Regions from separate parts of the Salmo salar genome. Here region 2 is linked to region 1. A link is a contact called in public Hi-C data. All regions are on one chromosome and are shown on one strand. Each heading gives the region's core, a stretch centred on a gene start, on an enhancer-like site or on the middle of the called end of the contact. The rest is flanking DNA. Distances are from core to core; before and after follow the strand shown.

Region 1 (3,406 bases), core at 514-3,013:
TCGCACTCTCTCTCTCTCTCTCTCTCTCTCTCTCTCTCTCTCTCTCTCTCTCTCTCTCTCTCTCTCTCTCTCTCTCTCTCTCTCTCTCTCTCTCTCTCTCTCTCTGGGGTCGCACCCTTCTCTCTCTCTGGGGTCGCACCTTTCTCTCTCTCTCTGGGGTCGCACCCTTCTCTCTCTGGGGTCGCCCCTTCTCTCTCTCTGGGGTCGCACCCCTCTCTCTCTCTCTCTCTCTCTCTCTCTCTCTCTCTGGGGTCGACCCTCTCTCTCTCTCTCTCTGAGGTTGCAACTCTCTCTCTCTCTCTCTCTCCTCTCTCTCTCTCTCTCTCTCTCTCTCTCTGGGGTCGCGCCCTTCTCCAGCAGCCCCTGCATGACCTGTAGTGTGCCAACCAGAGGGTCCCAGACATAGAGCAGTCCGGGCAAATGCCAGATGGGCCGGTACATCTTTAGCCCAGTGGGCCTAAATTGTGGGGTTTCAAGCAAAATACTGTTATCACAATAGGCCGGTGTGGTAGAAATGCCCGGGCTGATTTATGGTCCCAGTCTGTCCCTACTCCCAGCAAAGCAGAGCAACACTGGGATTTAATCAGGCGTTTTGAGCAGCTGTGACTTTCAGCTCCACCGGGGTCCTCATCTATGACTGCTGGCCTGGAGACATCAGAGGAGAGGTGAGGAGCCAACTATGCACCTTCCTGGTTGTCAAATCCATCCCTGTGTCTGTGTGTGTGTGTGTGTGTGTGTGTGTGTGTGTGTGTGTGTGTGTGTGTGTGTGTTGGTTCTTCTATCCTTGTGGGGCCCTAAAATCACCCAAAAGTCTCCACAAGGATAGTAAAACAAGAAAAAGAATCCCTCGTGGTGACATTTCCCACATCCCCTTGAGGACAAAGGGGTTAGAATTAGGCTTAGGGGTTAGGTTTAGGGTTTGGGTTATGGAAAATAGGATTTTGAACAGAAATTAATTTTAGGTTCCCACGAGGATAGAACAAATCGTGTGTGTGTGTTTGCAAAGAGACTAAATATTGTATCTTGTGTGTGTGTGTATACGTGTGTGACAATAGTAGGTTAAATATGTTACATTGATTCCCATGCAAAATAACGGCACTGAGTGAAAACACACAATCTTACCATATCATACACATTAAGGATGACAGGTTCATTAGCCATGGTTTAATCCTGAGATGGCAAGGCAACGTCGTCCTCTCCCTTCGACGTAATTGCTCTGGGAATACTGAGCACCTCTCGCCCCGACACCCAAGAGGCGCATAAGATGATGGTATTCTGCGCTTCCCCCGGACGGACTACTCACCCCGCGGCGTACTGGACAGGAAGGAGCACCAGGGTAGATGAATGATGGATATAATGTCTGTCATGCTCTGGTCTCAGCCATAATAATACATTCTGTCCGTTCCAAAGCCACGATTATCTAGACTTTACTGGTCGAAAAAAAAGTATCAAATATCAAGGTGGGGGAAACGTCATATTTCGCTTTCTGGCAGTAATAAAATCCGTCCAGTTAGCTCACTAGCTAGCTCCAACTAGCCAATGGTAGAACTGTTTAACACGGTCCATTTCCATTACCAAGCCAGAAAAATAAGGGCTCTGGAAACCAAAACTTCGGTTGCCTCTGTTTTTGTCGCATAAACTGTGAGAAGCTAAAACAGCATTTGGCAAAAACAGCACAGCTGCCCTGGGAGGAGGAGGATGATAATCAGAGGTTGAGACGAAACGAGACGGATAAATGGGCCCAAAATCTGTCTTATCCAGCAGGTGGCGTTTTTGAAAGTTTTTTATTTAACCTTTATTTAACTAGGCAAGTCAGTTATTAAGAACAAATAATTATTTTACAATCACAGCCCACAATGAGTGTTGAATTTTTTTTTTTTAAAACAGTAATGGTTTATTTGCTACGTGTGGTTTATTTGATCGAATAGAAGTTTCGTATTGCTGAAGTTGTTATGACTGGACCGGTATAAGTAGGACACGTGATATCGCGGAAATGTTTGAGAGAAAAAAAATAACTTTATATTGGAGATCTGTCCTCTCATTGGCTAGAATGGTCCCACCTGATCTTACCTCCTACGGACTGCTTTCCATTTTAACAGAGCGATCACTCGAGTATCTGGTTAAATCACTCCAGTATCTGGTTAATCACTCGAGTATCTATCTGGTTAATCACACTAGTATCTGGTTAATCTGTGTGATGTTTTTTATACGAATCCGGGATATCAACCGCAGAATATCACTTCTCTCAAAGGCGGCGATAAGGCAAGAATAAAAATAGATACCATATAACAGATAGCTGGCAATATATTTCGGTATTGTTTTAAGGTTGATGTTTGTCTTGTCAGCTGTGCTGGTAAAAGGTAACAATAGCGCAGGTATAGGACGTATCAAAGCCATGATAAGTGTAGCCGGTGAAGCAGCTGAGTTCGTAAACAACAGTCGGGGATGATGTGGCCCTTTCATCACACAGACATTTCGAGTCGTGTTGCTGTAGCTAACTACTGTCCTCCTCCTGTCTGTCTGATGATATCCTCCCCATCCCAACATTATCTCTCGCCGCACCAACAACAACAACAAAGGTGTCCTCGGGCCTCGAGAAACTGCTCAAAAGAAAGGGAAATGAAATCATCCGAACCGGGTTATGACTCGATTTGATACAGTATTTGTCAGATTTGGCCTTTCGTAGCAGGTTAGAATTTACGTAGCAGGTTCAGAGAATTAGGAAAAGGATTATGGGGGAAAAATCTCAAACTTTTATGTTAATGTAACAAACGCTGTATCCCTTCTAGCCATGACCTGTGTTGCGCGTCGCTGCTGGTCCTGTGTACGGCCCGGGGGGGGAATGGGAACGAGTAAAGGCGCTGCATTGTCCATGCAGCATTTACGGTGATACGGCCTCTGCAGAAGACAGGGCATATTAATACGTTTTGCTCGTCGGGGTGCAGGGCAGAGCTGTTGTCAAGGAAGTGAGTTTGTGTTTATAGAGGATCTTCCGCCACTAATTATGTCAATGCTGAGCTATATGAAGCCCCTCAGCGTTGTTACAAAATTATCTCAACCTGGCCTCTGCATGCCACCCGAGGCTCCGCCATTGAGTCACATCATACATACGGTGCCTCCGACCACATTTTCGGGATCAAGCATAAATGTTTGATTACATCATCATGCTGCCTCTAAACATCCTCCCCTCCACAAGTTGATAAAGGGCTGCATAAATGGGGAGAGAGTGGGGTGTTGCAGAAGTCAACAAAGCTTTTACCAAGAGAATCAGTAGCAATGTTAGACTGTGCAGAACATGAGCATTGGGGAGACCCATGCGTTAGGGTAATTTAACCAGGCAAGTCAGTTAAGAACAAATTCTTATTTACAATGACAGCCTGGGAACAGTGGGTTAAACTGCCTTGTT
Region 2 (3,406 bases), core at 457-2,956, 200 kb after region 1:
CAGGACTGTGCTGTGAAGTTGCTTGTCATCTCGAAACTTCCTTAAAACAGTTTTGAAACCTGTGACTTGAGAAACAGGACACTTAAACACGGAGTCATGTTGCTTTTACCTAGTAAATAACAGGCTAATCCATATTGTGAGAGGCTGGGGGGGGGAGACGGGTTTCGGACAACCTTTTACACAAGGCAAATGCAGCATTTACGAGGTAGTTAACGATTAAGAGCCATCCCACTCATTTCAGTTCGGCTCTGATCTCAACTCAGGTTATTGGATGACGTCGCTCTCGTTTCACTTTTACATTTAGGCCTGCATCTGTATTGCAAAACATGAGTCAAAACATGATCCTTCTTAAAAAAATAACGAAAGGACCATCATATTCTACCTACAACATGTAGACATTTGACGCTCCGACTCAGAGCCAAGTTGCATATTTTTTGTTGGTATATGTTAAATGCAGTATAATCTACAGTGGGGAAACATGTGTATATAAAATAATGTAATATATAAAATAATGAAATAGAAACAGTTGCTAGACATGTCAGTAACTATTGTTTCCATCACCTCACCAACTAACCACATTAAAAAAGATAATTAATATGGTTGATAAATGTACCTTTCGCAACGCTTGGACGAAGAGGCCTCGCCATTTGTGACTGTTCTCGTCACTTGAAAAGTCGTATATTTGTTGCGGCTGCATGGCTCCTTACGTTGCCGTGATCCGGTGCCGTGATCCGGGATGGATTGTCAGCATCGGCCCCCGGTTAGTCCTTGTGGGTGGGTCAGTCCAGGCACGGTGGAAAAAAATAAAAATCAGCTTGAGGTAAACTAAGATAATAATAACACTAGCTAAACCGTACACCAAATCGAGCAAGGTTTGGTAATGCTAACTAGAAGAAAAAAAAACACGTATTACTGTTAGCGAGCTAATTTAAGTGCAAAGCCAATATAAGCTAGTTAGCGATAACCTGATATTAAAATTTTACAAAGTGCTAGCTAGCTAGGCTAGCAACTCACTTGTTAGCGGTCTCATTTACTAGCTAGTTAATATGGTAGCTCGCCTAGCTCGCTAGCTAATTAGTTAGCCAACTCAGGCTTTCCTTTCAAGCGTTTCTAGCTAGCGAACTAGCTAATAAACACCAATTGTTAGCTAGTTAGCTAAGCTAACTGGCAAACTGCTATTTTAGATAGTTAGCCTGTTAGATAAAAACAAAACAAAAAAATTAAACATATCCAGCTAGTTAGCCATTTCAGATAAATGTCACGACTAAACGTTATGTTACTACCTATTGTAATTTAGGTTTAGCGCTATCACCTGATAGCTAGCTAGCTAGAGAGAGAACACATCTGTATGCAAAGGCTGTCTATCATGGCCTTGGTGCACTGCGAGTTAGCTATGTTGTAGGCACAAGGACTATTCATTCAATTCCCAAAAAAAAAAAGGAGTAAACTTTCTCCTCTGTTTTACTTCAACAAACATCATATTTTCCTGCTTCGGTTAATCGCGCACTTTAAATAACAATTCCCATTAGAATAGTCAGAGGCATGTTTTTATCCAGTGTCCAGCGGCACAACAGAAGCGCTTGTTGATGTGTTTTTTTGTTGTTGTTGTTATCGTTGGGAAGATGGTTCGTCCCTTAACTCCTTAACTCAACGTCGGTGCGTTGTCTTGCCCGAATCTCAGCCAGTCACTTGCTCACTCCTGCGTCCTGCGTAGACAGGCAGTGAGTTTGCGTAAGCACAGGGAGGGAGGGAGGGGGGAAACCCCCACTTTTTGTCCAGGGAAAGAGTCGTGGAACACAAGTTTGTGTACCTCATTTTTATTTATAGTTTACAAAATAAGTATACCTTGCTAGTTTATCATTATTGCTTATGACAATTAAAGACAGCCTAAATTTTTTTTTGCATGATTTCAATTGCTCCAGTTTTTGAAATGATGCAACTTAGAAACTCGAAAATGACATACATTTTTTTTTTTTAAATCATGCTTCATGGGAACATATTTAACATATGACTATGTTTGAACAGTAGTGGCTGTAATAAAATAGGCTTATATGATTTCACTGTGAGTCAACTTCTGCCATTGTGCAGTTTGGTTACTGTACTGTAAGATCCTGCCCCCATGTGGACATAAAGTGACCTTGCTCACAAATTCAGGGGAATGATTAGAGAAATAATGTACAAAACCATTAGGAACACCTTCCTAATATTGAGTTGCACCCACTTTTGCCCTCAGGACAGCCTCAATTCGTCAGGGAATGGACTTCAAGGTGTCTGAAAGCATTCCACAGGGATGCTGGCCCATTGACTGTGTGTTTGTTTATTCCATGTGTAACTCTGTGTTGTTGTTTGTGTCGCTTTGCTTTATCTTGGCCAGGTCGCAGTTGTAAATGAGAACTTGTTCACAACTAGCCTACCTGGTTAAATAAAGGTTAATTAAAATAAATAAAATGTTGACTCCAATGCTTCCCACAGTTGTCAAGTTTGTTGGATGAGTGGATGTCCTTTGGGATCCATTTCTGCAATACAGTTGAGAATGGGAAAAGGGGGGGATACCTAGTCAGTTGTACAACTGAATGCTTTCAACTGAAATGTGTCTTCTGCATTTAACCCTCTGAATCAGAGAGGTGCGGGAGTTGATAACAGATGCTATGAAGCCAACCTTACTGAACCATATCACTCGTTGGCTGAATCAAATCAAATGTATTTATATAGCCCTTCTTACATCAGCTGAACCCTGTTGTGCTGGCACAGATTCACTACTCACAGGCATCCTCTCAGGATCCCTTGACCCATCCTCCTCTACTTTCTTCACTGCCTCAGCATACCACACCTTCTGCACTACTCTGACCACTACCTCCACCTGTCTCTCTCTCACCGTACACTTCTGATCCCCCAGCAACATGGGCACCCTTACAATTGACATGACTTTGTCAGCTAAACACTCAAGATTCAAAACGACTGATAGTGACTGCTGTTTCACCGCCGGGTCTGCGTGGCATCAAACGGCAGGCGCCACAAACACTTCAATCTCTCCACCTGCACACTTAAAGCTACCTCAGAAATCACTCCTTTCAATGGTGCTCTAGTCCTAAACACAAAGCAAGAAAAAAAGATCTTGACCTAAGTTGCGTGACACGGAGTGCCCGCTCCATCTGTTCGGAAGAAACAAACATCACAAATCCACTACAGGTTACAAGTGTAACAGTGTAGGTTCCGTCCCTCGCTTCGCCCCGACCCGGGCTCGAACCAGGGACCCTCTGCACACATCAAAAACTGACACTCCACGAAGCATCGTTACCCATCGCTCCACAAAAGCCAACTGATTCAACTGCACCCAACTCCTTCCCCACCCACCCCTGAAACCACATATGGATCCGCCAAAAGGCAAGGATCCACTTTCTACAAA

What was found. A called contact is a pair of places that touch in the nucleus more often than the background predicts.
Region 2: a Hi-C map of gill shows a contact between it and region 1, with 2.9 times the contacts expected there. The contact joins the promoter of sos2 here to the promoter of LOC106602928 in region 1. A contact is called at or near these places in 2 of 3 Hi-C or Micro-C datasets (gill and muscle).

What each region holds. Positions count from the first base shown.
Region 1 is chrssa01:5,889,242-5,892,647 of Ssal_v3.1, forward strand. It overlaps LOC106602928 (deubiquitinase DESI2), which reads right to left and starts at 1,764. Exons shown (of 5, transcript XM_014195986.2): 1 at 1,123-1,764. The coding sequence starts at 1,161.
Region 2 is chrssa01:6,090,113-6,093,518 of Ssal_v3.1, forward strand. It overlaps sos2 (son of sevenless homolog 2 (Drosophila)), which reads right to left and starts at 1,707. Exons shown (of 24, transcript XM_045708881.1): 1 at 1,313-1,707; 2 at 614-767. The coding sequence starts at 697.